Regions from separate parts of the Mus musculus genome. Here region 1 is linked to region 2. The links are chromatin contacts, called in public ChIA-PET maps. All regions are on one chromosome and are shown on one strand. Each heading gives the region's core, a stretch centred on a gene start, on an enhancer-like site or on the middle of the called end of the contact. The rest is flanking DNA. Distances are from core to core; before and after follow the strand shown.

Region 1 (7,274 bases), core at 4,042-6,541, 330 kb before region 2:
AAACAGTAGAAATATGTATTCAAATTTTATATAAACATTGAATTTAATTCATAACAACGTGCATCTCTACTTTTATTTCTACTAAATTTCTACAGTGAACAGAGAAAACTGCCTGGTTGCATAGATAGGGGTCATAGATATAGTATTGCAAATCTATGGATTTCAATTCATTTAAAGATGAAGAACTAATGGTTTAATTATTTATATCCTCAGAAAATAAATTCTTTTTTTTTTTTTTTTACTTTTAATTTGAGTGAGAAAAGAATAAATAAAAATAGGAGTTACATATTTTGGTTGTTGAATTAATTTTACCACACACACACACACACACACACACACACACACACACACACACATAATATTGCCTATAAAACCATTTTCTTTTAGGAGGTATTAGAATACCTGTGATATGATAACAGAATAGGGAAAGGCTATCTGGACAAGGAAGGGACTAGCCAGAGTGGGAAGGAAGGGTTGTAGAAGGGGGATATTAAAAAACTTACACATGCACATATGTATGAAAACCCTATAATAAATGTATTCAATTATATGCTAATCTAAAAGATTGATGAAAACTTATTTATATACACAGTTAAAAATTTAAAAATTCTATAAGTTAAATAAACCTACGACAGTGGTAAATAACACAGAAAGACATATATAATAGCTCTATCTAAATAGGGTTATTTTGAGAAGCAGTCTACTGTTTGCCTTCCATGCTTTTAGAGAGCAGATTATCCCAAAGGCTGATGGATATGTACGGGCTTGCCTCGGTGCCGCTTGAATGGTATATGCAGTGTCAACTTCTCAAGCCTTCTAAACAACACTGCTTTATAAGTCTCATCCTCTGAGCTTCTTACTTTACACAATACTGGAACAAGGTGAGAGTTACAGAGAGGAAAGAAAAAAAAAAAAAACTCCATAATTGGGACATCAGCCAGTGGTGAATTCAGAGGCAGAATTACAAAGGCTGGGGAGGCTGTTTATGATTGACTAGGCTCATTGTTCTAAGGCATGTGGAGACTGCTTTCAGTAATGCCTTTGGCTTCAGTAGAGGCACTATTCCACATCGGAGTTTATGCACACCCTAGGTGTCCAAGCAGCTTGAACATTAGCACCCAATTGAACTGCTGAAAAAAATTACTGAGGTATTTCATACTTCTGTCATTAAGTAGAGTAACCCAAGATTGAAGAAATGTTCATTGTAAGCATTCAGAGCTTAAATTTGAACAAAGTGGATTGGGAAGAGGAAAACAGTATTGGTTTTCACTCTTTTCAGTGAATGTGTTAGGGACAGGCCTTTGGAAATGTAACCTGAGGCAGGCTGCTCAACACAGGTATGAGGAAACACTAAAGGTAAACACAAGTACTTGTTGTCTTGCTTTCATTCCTGTTAGGAAATAGACCACTGCTCCAACTGTCCGACTATCTGACTGTCCGTGCCCGAGTGGGTCTGTTACATTTTAAAGCTGGAGCGGAGAACACAGAAGGAAATCTCCAAGATGAGGTGGATGGAGATAGAGTGTGAAAGTTAAGCACAATTCTTTGAGATCTTTCCATCTAGCTATGTAAAACGAGAGGATATTTTTAACATCTTATTTCCAGATAGATACAAAAGCATATACTCACACTCCCAAGAAACCTACAATTAGAACTCTCTTTGGGATTCAATTATTTTATTGACCTGGGTCGCTGACAGTATAGATATCAGTGGTTGCCAGCTGTGGCAATGGCTGGAGGTGCCACACTACCGAGGAAATTGCATTTGTGAAATGACTTCACAGTTTGGCTCCACAGGAGAGGGTGTAACTTCTTAATATATTCTCCACGTTGTTCCTTTTGCGCGTTGCATACTGGTCCTTTGACATTTGTCAGAGCAAAGAAAGAAATTCAGTTGAATTCTGATGAGCAAAGAAATTGTGATCTAAATCCAAGCAGCTGTTTGGACCGATTGCTTCCTGTTTTGCACAAGTGTATCTCAGTGTCTTCTACTTAAGATACATCTCAAAACATCTCTTCAGTTTCACAACTACTACAAAAATAGCTGTGGAAAAGCCATGGTCAGAATACCACTAATTTTAACCATGAACTATATCCCCAAGCTGTCATAAGTCAACAATTGGGACACAGTAGCATTGTGTCTCTGCAATTTTGAATTCTAGGGATTTGACGTGAGGATAAAATTAAGAAGGATTTAGCTGTTTTTAACAGGAGCTCATCTGCTAATAACCCACAAACGATAGCAAGGAGTCATTGGATGTGGAAAAGAAACTTGCTAATATTTTTCATGGTGCTTTCAAAGCATCGTATTTGCTCTCTGACACTGTACAGGGCTGACAAGCCAAGGCCAGAGAAAAGTGATCTCCCTTGGGCTGTCTGCAGTCTGTACTCTGACTTCCTCCTCTTGGCCCAGTTTAGTCCAGACATTTCAACAGCTTGACTAAGCCTCATCACCATTTAGCTGCCAAGCTTAGTGGCTGCCAGTCTCGCTAGTAGCTTTTTAAGTACAGCTGTTACTAGCACTATGTTTGAATCAAGAAGACCAGACCTTTCTGGTCTACCCCACTGGCCAGGTTCTCTCTCAAAGGAGAATTATTTTTAATATTACTTCATCATTCTTCTTCAGGGAAACATTTTTTCCCCTCGTAAGTTTCTTTCCTTATGGAGAAATTATATTTATGCCAGCACTGGTATGCAACATCTGTTTCAGGTTAGTTTATGGAGAGATGGTTTTGAGAATAAATACTGCTGATAATTTTTTTTCTTGTGTGGGGCCAACAGATATATAAAAAAGAAAAAAGAAACCTTGAAGATTTGGTTATGAACTGAGAGTTTTTAAGTATGATATCCAGATACTGTTTATAACCAAGTTAATCTGATATGTAGTATATGTGCCACATGGTAATTATGTATAAATACTGAGTTATTCATACAAAGGATTATAATGAATGCAGAGCATGAAGCTAAAGCAGCATTTGGGGAGAACGCTCAGAGGAGAGATGGATAGAAGAGGAGTTAAAGGCGCTTCTGCTCTAAGTGTCCTGAGCCGGAGGAGCCTTCTTGGGCAGGCTTCTCTGTTTTTCCATTAGCATTTGCTCTAGGCCAGGAGGCTGGCTGCTGGCGCCTGGGAATAACCTTGCCTGCCCACAAAGAAGGGGATATAAATTTAGAAAGAAAAAGTATATATAGTGTCTTCTGTTTTGACCCTCTTCCCAGTCTTTGCAACACTGTATACTATTTATCTGTAGCCATGAAGCCTTTACAAGTAGAAAAAAATAGGACACATTATTACGTAAGTTTAATACTTTGGACATCATATAACACCAAAAGCATTCTTTCTAGATAAAGGCTTTGCAGCCACTAAGCATGTATGAGCTGACTTTTGCCCAATTTGACCCTCACTCAGTGTTCGGTAAGTATAGTGTTTGCTTAGCAGTGTTTGCTTGTAAGTATAGCTTGTACAGACTATTCAGCGTGTAGATAAATTGGCAGTGTGCTTAAATCGGGGTACCTATCAATCTACATTTTCTAAACTGGTAATAGCAAAGCGAATAAGAACAAGCTCTGATCCATCGTCTGGTACCTCGGGTCTTTTAGTTTTTCCTAAAGTTATGCCTATGCATGGAGTACCACTGTGGCTGATTTGGTGTGATGTGACCTATGATATAGGCCAAATGCCAACTTATTGGCTTCATCCTAGCTTCCTCTCATATAGCACATTCAATGCAGCAGAAAACCTTGTTGGCTCTATCATGGAAATGTATCTGGGGTCTGTCTGGTTTTGCTAGCATTCTGGTCTAAGCCTGATCAGAATGTGTTACAGATACCATTATGTTTCCTTTTAAACTTCCAGTTTCTTCACCCTCCACTTTATTCTTCACAGCTCTGTTGTCTCTCAACTTACACCTGCAATGAATTTCCATTTCATTCAGAATAAAAATTAAGAGTTCGAAGTTCCACATCTGATAGTTCACCCTTTCTTACTCCACCAGCCTCTCTCCCTTGCTCACTAAGTTGGATCCTACCTGCATAGGCTTACTGGCTGTTTCTCCAACATGGCGAACCCATGCCTGACAGGGTAACCTTGCATTTCCTGGGTAAAACAGTCTACTTCCTGACAGTCACATGGCTCCTTTTCTCACATCTTCAGGTCTCTGCTCAAATTCCAAGTGACTTTCCCTGATAAACATGTTTAAAGGAGCACTCACACCCCGAGCTTTGTTTCTCTATGAAATAGATATAAAAGACATTAGGTAATTTGGACTTCCTCACTGAAGCTAAGTTTTATGAGAGCAGGGCTCTTGCACGTAGCTGATTGTAGAACTCCACCTGGCAAATCTGTACCGATTAAGCACTTGCCCCAACGTCACCTCTTGAAATTTAATTTTCTTACTAAAATTAACGTTTGCATTCTTTTCTAATTATATTTCACATACTTGCATTCGTGTGTGTGTCACATTGCAGTACGGATGTCAGAAAACAATTTGTGGGTCCTGGGAATCAAACTCCTGAGTCATCTTGCTGGCCCAAACTTTCTAAATCTTGCTTCTATTGTTTTAATCCATTTGAGCTATAATACCGCTTTTTCTTGTTGTTGTTTTTTGGCTCTATTCCCTTGGCAGGGGAACGAAACCAGAAAAAGGCCTACTGATATCAAATGGTTAAGATCTGTGCTCAAGCACGCTGTTGTATGTCATCGTCTGTTTCTAAGGAGAGGCGTTAAGGCTGACTTCCAAGAAAGACCACGATAAGTTAAGCGACTGGCCACTGAATGATTAGCATCTAGGTATGACAGACTCTACACTGCCTCCTAGCTGTTCGCTCCATTCGTTCAAATCTGGTTAGTGGAACAGTAGGAATCAAAGCTTTGCTTTTGAAAAGCTCCATGTACTAGGGAGAGACCCATATTGCAAATATGTGACGTGTAAACGAATTTATCTAATGTAATATTTTTGTAATGCCACTTTGTGAGTGTGCCTGTATCCCAAAGATTCTGCATACCTACCAACTAGTTCAACTTTCGGAAGGGTCCTGAAAAGCTTTCTTAAAACTGGGACGCTAAAGTCTAGATTTGCTTAGCCAGACTCCGGGAAAACTCTCGTTTGCCTGCACTGACACCATGTAGAGGCAGCTTAAACTACTTGGTAAGTGGGATCAAAAAACTCCGATCTGGAGGCAGGGGTCGACCGCCGTAAGCGAGGCACACCCCAGTTCTCGGGAAAGTGGTAGCGTGGGCTCCGGAGCAGGGTGCGGGCGCGGGGAGGGGCCTGCGGCGGCCCGCCCTCTCCTCGGGGATGCCGGGATGTTTACCCTCCTGACAGCCGCGGCCGCCGGAGGAGGAGCGGAGCCGGGAGGATGGGCCGCCGCTAACCTCGCAGTGGGAAGCGCGGGCCGAGCAGGGTGGGAGCCGGCGCCTGCAGTGGCGCGGGGAGAGGCGATCGGCCCCGGATCCCGCAGCCCTGCAGCCCGCGTAGACCGAGCTGCCCCGGCGCCCCGGTGAGTATGTACGGCCCGGCCGGGTGGGGCCGGTGCGGGGAGCGGGCGGGCCGCGTGGGGCCTCGGGCTCTCGTGCCTCCGAGGACCGCCCGGGACGCCTGCAACTGGCGGAGCGTGGTGCAGGCCGCTGGCTGCAGGAGCTCAGAGTCCGGGCGCTTCGACCCCAGGAAGCTCCACGACGGTGGTGGTGGCGGCAACAGGTCTCCGGGCTCCGACAGGAGGAACTCCAGCGAAGACCCGCCTCCGGGCTGAGCTCATTGGTCACCTTGGCTATTTACAGCTCGAGGATTGGCTCAACCGATTCGGCTGCAGCCCAGTTTAGAAAAGTGAAGTTCACGGACCGGGGAGTCAGTCGAGCGTGAGTGGTGGGGTAGTCAGGTCGAGGTCCGATTGAAACCGATCCAGGGCTGGGATGCAGCAAAGTATGAGCTGAGTCCCAGTGGGGCGAAGGTGAAGTTAGGCCGTGGAAGATGCTGCTAAGCAATGTCGATAGCCTCCGCCTGGTGCTAGAGGCCTTGGAAGACCCACAAGAGATACATTTATTGACTCACATACTATACTCGAATAGCCTAAGTCTTTGCCCGCGCTAAACACTAAGAATATATTTACTTTAAAGTAAGATATGTTTTGTGCCCTTTACAATTCTGGTGATGGAACTGAATATAGCAAAAACAATCTAGAGATGTAAAGGACTTTTTTTTCTTTTTGAGATTACTAACTTTAAAGGTTGTAATTGGATTCAATGCCCGCAGTTTATAGAGCATTATTAGGACCACTCTTTAGTTTCTCCTCCAAGGAATCTGCAGTTCCCGGGAGGAACTGACGTTCATGACGGTGTGCTTTGATAGAGTTGCTTTACAGAATAATGTTCCGAATAAGCTTATTATAAATCTGTTCTCTTCTAGACGATGGGATGTTGATGTGATCCAAGAAAGGTTTAGTACTCATACTCAAAAATTTATAGTTTGGGACAACCGGACAAACTCTGAAAATGATGAATAAAAGATAAAGCCTGCAGTGCTTTGTAGCATTTCTCACTAGTATTCATGGCTGCAGTATTTCGTGATGGCCAGTGCACTTTATTGAACTAACATGCAACCTAAGCAGTTATTTCATCTTCACAGCTATCTGCCACCACTCCGAGAGACCCGGACCATAATTTGCTTTACATCCCAAACCGTTGCATCTTCTGCTTCGGCTGGCGAGGGGTAGGGGCGTGTGGAGGGAAACTTTACTTCTTAGAGGGTCAGAAAAATGGATGATGAGAGGAGGGCCTTTGGAGAAAGTGCAGAAGGGACAGACTCTGGGGCGGAGTGGAGGGGAATCTGGACCCAGTGACCATGCAGTCCTCAGATTCCACAGTAAGGTGGGAGTCCCCGCCCTTGAGGGCACTGACAGCCATTGCAGCCAGTGAACGGCGAGGACACCCGGCCCCAGCTCAGGAGGGCGGGTACTTCCTACCGCTGCCCTGAGCTAGGCGAGGGAGGCCAAGTTTGTCTGAGGATGTGGGCCGGTGGAAAGAAGGGTTGAGAGGCTCAGTCTTGTGAAATTACTGCATTAAAAAATAGAGGGAGGGAGCTCTGGTTTTCTTTGAGCCCTGTGCTGACTTTCAAGATTCGGGCTCAGGTTGAAGTCACCGCTTCCACCGAAACCATAGGAGATAAGAAACGAACCTGGTCAGCAAATTAAATATAGTCCGTGACTGACTGGGGCTTTTGCCCGAGATCGCCTGAAACTGAAAACCAAGAACTACCAGAAGAAATCTCATTAGACACATT
Region 2 (7,157 bases), core at 3,703-6,202:
GGTAGAAAGTATGAAGAGAATGGAATAGACTAAACTGGACAAGAAGTTGGGGCTATGATCCAGACTCTAGCCTAAAGAGAGGGAGGTAAAAACAATGTTGAATTGATTATAAGCTCATTTATGTAGAACTAGAAATATCTCAGTTTAGTTGTGGCTTCTGTACAGAGTTATACCCTTGGTTGTGAAAGGAGAAACGAATAATAGTTGCACCTGTTAAATGGGTACAACATGAGTCTACTCCCTGGAGTGAGCAATCCAGGATGTAGGTGCAGGCCTGTTGACTACATGTGGATTTTCCTCGTGGGCAGGCGGTTTCTTCTTAATGACTTTGGTCATTTCATTTTGTTTAAAATGTGCTCTTCTTGAGCATTCTGCATGCTTAGCAACCCCATTAAGGAGGCCAGTTCTACCTTTCATCATGTCTCAACCCAGCTCTTAGCTGTAGCTAAGACCCTACTTAGCACTCACTCGGATTACTGTAGTATCCTCTGATTCAAAGCCCTTTCCTCCAGGTTTGCCCTGTTTTGCAAGATGTGTGCGGATTGCATTTGTTAACTACAACTCCTTAAAGCTCCTTAAAACCCCTCATTGGAGCCCCGTCCATTACAAATGAAGTACACACTTCTCACAATGGCATAAAAGCCACTTTGTAACCACCTCTGAGCTTTTCAACAGTGGGAGCCTTCTTCCTTCTTTAGGATCCTTCAGTTCCGTCTGCATTATATGCTCTAAATCTGGGCATTTGTACTGTTCTTTCTGGCCCGATGCCCCTCTTTCCCAACCATACGCCATGTGCACCCCCACTCATGCTCAGGTTTTTTAGGTTCCTTTGGGTTTTTTTTTAAGGTTTATTTGTGTGTGTGTGTGTGTGTGTGTGTGTGTGTGTGTGTGTGCACGCGCACATGCACCTTATTATATGTACACATTATGGATGCAGGTAGCTACAGGAGCCAGAAGAGTGTTTCTCCAGGAACTGACATTACAAGTAGTTGTGAGCCACCATGCAGGTGCTGAGAACTAATCCTGGATCCTCTGCAAGAGCAGTAAGTGCTTTTAACCAGGAAGTCAACTGTCTAGCTCCTCCCTATATTATCTAGAAGAACAATTGAAGATTCTAAGGTGGTAAGCTTTCACTATGTTAAGATTCGGATTTGACGTTTTATAATCTCTGACATCATCATATCATATCAATAACGATTGGATATGAGCAACATTAAATCCACTCTTTAATCAATTACTAGTATCATGCTCAAAGTGTCAAGTTAGATCTCAACTAACTTGATAAGCAGTAGTCATTTTCTGCCAGTATGGAAGTCACAGGCAGGACAGATAGAGCCATGCAGGATGCAAAGCAGCATGAAAGATCTGCAGAGTCACCCAGTAGGCTGCATCCAGCTTTCCTAGTGACCAGAGGAGACACACAAATTAAAGAAATATTAAAGGGTCAGTCAATGGGATTTGCTGGGCAGGGAAGTGATGAAGCCAAATTCCAGGAGAGAGAATTAGAGTCTCTTATTACTTTGATAGTTCATATAGTACTACTGCAGATGGGTAAGTTAGTGAGAAATGCACAAGTAAATGCATCGTAGACAGAATTAGTCACTCCATGGTGAGGGTGGGAGTGTTTTCACGTTGATTTGTATTCACCGCCTGATCGTCTCTTTCCTTTCTGTGGGACACATATGATCTTGAAAGTCTTTTTGAAAGCAGTGGTCTCTGAAAGTTTCACTCAGCACAGTCAGAGCCTTGCTGATTCCAGCGTTATTACCATACGATGCTCTCTGTGTTGACTTCAATTCACATAACATTCAGAGCTGATGGGCTTATTTGGGGTGTTTGGACATATTTACATTTGTGCATAGGAAAGCATCTTTCTGAACTGTGACAGCAAACTGTGAATTCCACCAGGAAACGGGGCCTCAGAATATTGGCAGGGTTCTCGTGTTCACTGGAATCTGTATTTAAATATCTGCGGGACCTGTCTTGTGGGACACATATGTTCTTATTAATTGATTGCATGTTAATAAAAATAACAAGTTAACAGTTTTAACGCTTTTTCAATGGAAGTGCTAGCATGATAAAACAGGCTCCCCTCAACTTCTGTTTGTTTGGATTCTACTTAACTGAAGATGAAGAAACAGCAGAGTTTACTTTTAAAATGAGACACTCTTTCTACCATCCCAGTACCTGGGAGACTGAGGCAGAAGGACCACTTCAAGGCTAGCCTGGGCTACATAGAAACACCCTGTCCCAAAAGAGCAAAGAAACAGATACAGGTGCAAGTGTGTGCACATGCACACTCCTCCTCATTCTTCCGCCCTTCCCCCTCTCTGATACACACATTTACACACTCATATACATGCACACACAGAAGCACACCTGTATGTATACACACATAGAGATTTATAGTTCTTCACATATACTGACTGTGGAATGTTTCCAGTAAAGTACTGCCCCTCCCTGCCTTACAGTCTCCTTCAACAGACATATTCAGACCAGCCTATTTTTTCTTTAATAATTTCTATCCTGATTATAGAGACTCTAAGCCACAAATATATGAATGCAGACATTCTGGTTCAATTTGCATTGTTCTTTCTCTTCAGCAAAAGGCATAAGAAGTATTTCTGCTGTGTACAACATTGAAGTAGGAGTTCAATCAATCTGAGGATACCAGGAACCTAGTGCATTCAAGGTCTAACTTGATTTTAAACCATTGAACACTCAAGTCTCTGGGGTGTTGGAATGAAGAATACTAGCTATAGAGCAGGGATGTGGTAGGGCAGAATTCAGCACGCTCAATGGAATTACTGAGGATCAATGAGTAATGAATATGTTTGTGTTGCAAGATTTCTGAGCTGTTTAAGTCATTAGGAAACACTTCTCATTGCTTCTTGAAGAAGGGAAGCTCATGGTACGAGAACCTCTTACACCAGCAATTCCACTTGGCCTCAAGAGAGGGTGGATCTGAGGACAGGGAGCTGGAGAGTGGTGAGTAAGATTTGATAAAGCAGAATCATTGCCTTTCAGTGATGTTTGCACTTATATGTATTTTATTCTAGGAGATTACTCCTAATAACACAATTTTGTTTTTATTTAGGACAATGAATTTGTTGTTCTGTTGAGGAAAATTCTAGCCTGACTAATGCCAGAGGATGGTGACCTGAGGCGTTGTTGATGAGTCTGAAGGTGGAAGCAGGCAGACTGTCCGCCTACTTCCTGCCTGAGATTCCTACCTTCACTTCAAAAACAAGACGCTGGTTCAACTTCAGAGGCAGAACCAAATCATGAGCACAATTAATAAAGGATAAGGAACTGCCTGTTTGGGCATTCAACACTGTTGGCAATCATTTTATGAATCTGCCATAATCTTCTTCCTAAACTCGGTGCCTTCTTTGGCTGTCTCTAGAAGGTTCCATTCACTCTCAGCTATCATCTCACTCACATTTGAGAACTCTAGTTCCAACAGGTACCTTCTCATCCTCTCACACTGTTGAGCCACATGCTCATCAGCACACGCCCATAATGGACTTCCTGTTAGTGTTAGTGTCCCTATCGGTATGTGAGGACATGCCACTTGAGAACTGCTTCCTATGTGTCCTCCCTCTAAAACGTCCTATATTTGTAAAATGTCCTCTCTCTACTCTCCACGTCAAATAGGACCTTGAATTTCAACTAGTTTATAGATATGATTTAAAATTTCCTATCCCTGTGAAAGTCAACCTATGCCAAACCAAGCATGCCTGACACATGTCTTCCTCATACTACAGCACTGTGTCTCTGATAATTTTTACACATTCTCACCTATGCATGACTTCTGCTCCAAACTTCCCACTTTCTGAGGGTGTGCGATTCCAAGTCACATATCTGCTGTGTTTTATTTAAATATTTAATAGCTGTCAAGACAGTTATCACCCTGTCCTGTTGGGTAAAACTCAGTAGCTTAAAACAGCAATTAATTATCAATAAGGAGCTTATGGATTTTCTGGATACTTAATTCAATTAAGTTAGGGTTAGGGTTAGGGTTACGGTTAGGGTTAGGTTTTGCTGAATTAGGCTGGGATAGTTCTCAAATGCTCCAGGATAAACTAAAACTGTGGCTTTGCATTTTTTTTTTGTGCTTTTAGAGCTTTATTGTAGAAAGACAGAGAGAAAGAGAGAAGGTAGAAAGAAAGAGAGAGGCCGGCCATGGCCACGTGGAGAGAGAGGGGAAGGGAGAGTGAGAAGGAGGGCTAGAGAGGAGAGTAAGAAAGGTGAGAGCTTAAAAAGCAGCTTTACCTATTTGACCAATAGTATTCTACTATCTTTTCCTAGCTACAAAGCAATGGTGGTGCTAACCCATGCCAAGCTTGAGCTTTTACATCGTTCAGAGGCACAGTCTAACTCTGTGGTTCAAGCCACCTTCCAGTCCTCCCCTGTTCTGCTGTTACAGACAGGAATCACCATCCCTGGCTAATTCTTGACTGTGTGTTTGCTAATATGGAGAAAAATATTTTGATCTCTACATTTATCTCCAATTTGGCAAATACCATAGTGTTGTTTTCAGGTGTAGTGAAGATGAGTAAGAACTCAGTAGAGTCTTTTCCCAGTTTATATTGTCTTCACAAAGGATCACAACAATAATAGGGAAGAATTAAATATGCTTAGGATTATTCATCTCTTCCTGTAGAACTGTGTGAAGAAAAAATGTTTTTTAGGATAAGTACATGCTGAGAAAGAGAGAGAGAGAGAGAGAGAGAGAGAGAGAGAGAGAGAGAGAGAGAGAGAGAGAGAGAGAGAGAGATATTTTGGTATGACTGGAAAGGCTTGCAGCAAAGTGGGTTATCTCTGAAATACATGAAATCTTTTCACATGTAAATAAAGTAAAACTTGGCAGCTGTACCATCTGTGAGAATGTGAGAGTTCTGGGAAAATGAGTCATTCAGTGACAAAGATATGAAACCAGTTTTGAATGTAAAAATATGTGAGCTACTTAAGAGTGCCGGATGCTGGCGTTAGCACTTACTTCTGGCAGTAGAGTATCTAAGATTGACAGGGGTATTAAGAAATTAACAAAGACTCCAAGGTGTGAAGGGGGAAAGCAGTAAGTGGTTACTACCGTTAACACCACATTTTAAAAACTGGTCTAATGTGGAATCAAATCCTAAAGTGTTATGAGAGACCCCATAGTTCTTTGACAATCTCTGGGCCTAAAAGAGCCGAGCTATAGAGACAATGAACAGTTTGCCAGTGGGATGTATAGAGCAAAAGGCACATGCAGGACAGATGCAGCTTGCCACATCTCATTTCTTTCTTCTCTGTGTGGCATTGCCTTGCTTGTGAGAAAAGCCAGGTGCTAATTTTGATGTGTTTTTAAAGGGTTTATGTTCCCCAAATAATCTTGTGTCAGCTTAAAAAATTTTAGCCTGTGTTTAAGATAATATACTTAAGCTTCCACATGCAAAAAAAATTGACTTTTAAAAAATTTACACGAGACGAGAAAGACAATTAAATTTTGCCATGTAATTGCAAACCACAAGCTGTGCTCAGAGCTGTCCTCCACATCATGCCTTTTCCAATGGCAGCTCTCGTCACTGTATGTATCTAGCCTCACTTCCATCTCCCATCTCCATAAGAGGGCTCTCCAAATCTGAGTTAAAGTGGAAATTTCTCATAGGGAAACAAGAGCAGCTCTGTTTGTTTTCCTTGATAGTAAACACATACATCAGAGACAGGCTTCTTTGGAATGTTTTGGGCTTTTCTGTTTATTAAGGAATAAACTATTTTTTCTTGTAATGGAAGAAAAAGATCACCTAAAGCCCAGAAACTAACTTAATAAGTTTTCCTTATTCATAAAGTTGGGAAAGTAAGGAATCAAATGGAATTCCAATTTTCTCATCTGTTTCAAATATAAAATTGACTATTTCTGAGATTCTAAACTATAAAAATGATAACAATGTTTATGAAGTTTGGGAATTAAAATTTTTCTACATGTAGTGCTTGAAAATCTAACACTGGGAAGAGGTATAGTGGCACATGCCTTTAATCCCAGCACTAAGGAGGCAGAGCAGGCGGATCCCAGTGAGTTTGAAGCCTGAGCTATAGGATGAATCCTAGGACAGTGAGAACTTGACTCAAAACAAAAACACAAACAGACAAAACCCCCACCAAGGTCAACAATACTGCTAGTGCTCAGCAGTGGGTATTTAGAAAGCTTCCTGGGAGGGAACTTGTGAGTAAGTGAAAGGTCTAGACACTGATGTCACACTGCCAGAGGAAAGCTAGAGCTGACACTGTTTCCCAGGCAACTCCAGGTCAAGTTCTGAGGCTCTAATGACCATTATGAGCAGGGAACTTTTCAAATGGCAGCTCTCATCACTCTATCTAGCTTCCGTTCCATTTCCCATCTTCCATAAGTGGGCTCTCCACATCTGAGTTAAAGTGGACATTCCTCACAGGGAAGCAAGGGACCAGCTCTACTAGATGTCTGTTTCTCCACACAAGGCCTAAGATAATTTATACATTGAACTAACAATGTACACGAGCTCTCAGAATGTAGCTCATTTAATAAGGAGAGCAGGGTAGCGCATACTAATTATTTTTGTTGGAGGTTCACTTCTTTACAAACTACAGAATTTATCCAGATATCTACTCTCTCAGATGACCACCTTTTCTTTCAAAAATGTCCTTAAAACAGAGTAACATTATTTATGTAACTTGAAGTTAGGCAGGGATAACTGTGATGGGACCCATTTCTTCTAAGGTGACTTCTAACATCATTTGTTTCTGTCTCTGTTCTCACAGACAGTTTAGAAATGCTTTTTGAACTGCCAATGAAATATTATGGTTTTCTTGCTAATTAATAAATTAAAGTATTTGCATATTCATTTCAGAGGTGTCTAAGGAACAAAATTATATTCTCCTCTTAAAAACTATTGAATAGGAAGAATACCTAATAAAGCACCTTCTAAGCCAATAAAAAGAAATGTGAAAATATACTGGAGTGATTGTTTGCTGTTTAAGTGTTAAAATTCAAGTTTCTCGCTTTCCTTAACTTGCTTCATACTAAACGCCATCCAGGAGAAATGACACCATGTTACTTATTTTTTAATTCTGTGACCTATATTAAATATGTGACATGAAAGTTTATAGTAAACATCAGGTGCACAGTTGCAGACCTT

Evidence for each region. ChIA-PET counts read pairs in DNA pulled down with a chosen protein or histone mark.
Region 1: a contact with region 2 is called in an RNA polymerase II ChIA-PET map of effector CD8 T cells, with 57 read pairs. The contact joins the promoter of Nek7 here to the enhancer-like site in region 2. A contact is called at or near these places in 10 of 39 promoter capture datasets (the 3T3-L1 cell line, 3T3-L1-derived adipocytes, the C10 cell line and 7 more), 3 of 484 Hi-C or Micro-C datasets (B cells, epidermal suprabasal cells and regulatory T cells), 11 of 115 datasets of contacts at active chromatin or transcription factors (DN3 thymocytes, the SCID.adh cell line, T-cell acute lymphoblastic leukemia and 7 more) and 1 of 9 other capture datasets (liver).

Annotation. Positions count from the first base shown.
Region 1 is chr1:138,617,774-138,625,047 of GRCm38.p6, reverse strand. It overlaps Nek7 (NIMA (never in mitosis gene a)-related expressed kinase 7), which reads left to right and starts at 5,291. Exons shown (of 10, transcript NM_021605.4): 1 at 5,291-5,496.
Region 2 is chr1:138,288,021-138,295,177 of GRCm38.p6, reverse strand. Atp6v1g3 (ATPase, H+ transporting, lysosomal V1 subunit G3) reads right to left here. Exons shown (of 3, transcript NM_177397.3): 3 at 5,716-7,157. Among named protein-coding and RNA genes, the nearest start is that of Atp6v1g3, 18 kb to the right of the region's middle. Within about 2 kb of position 4,952, at least 50 of the 459 cell types and tissues checked have an H3K27ac peak or open chromatin away from gene starts, as enhancers often do. A contact at or near this core is called in the SCID.adh cell line, Th17 cells, effector CD8 T cells and 2 more, where this site is marked.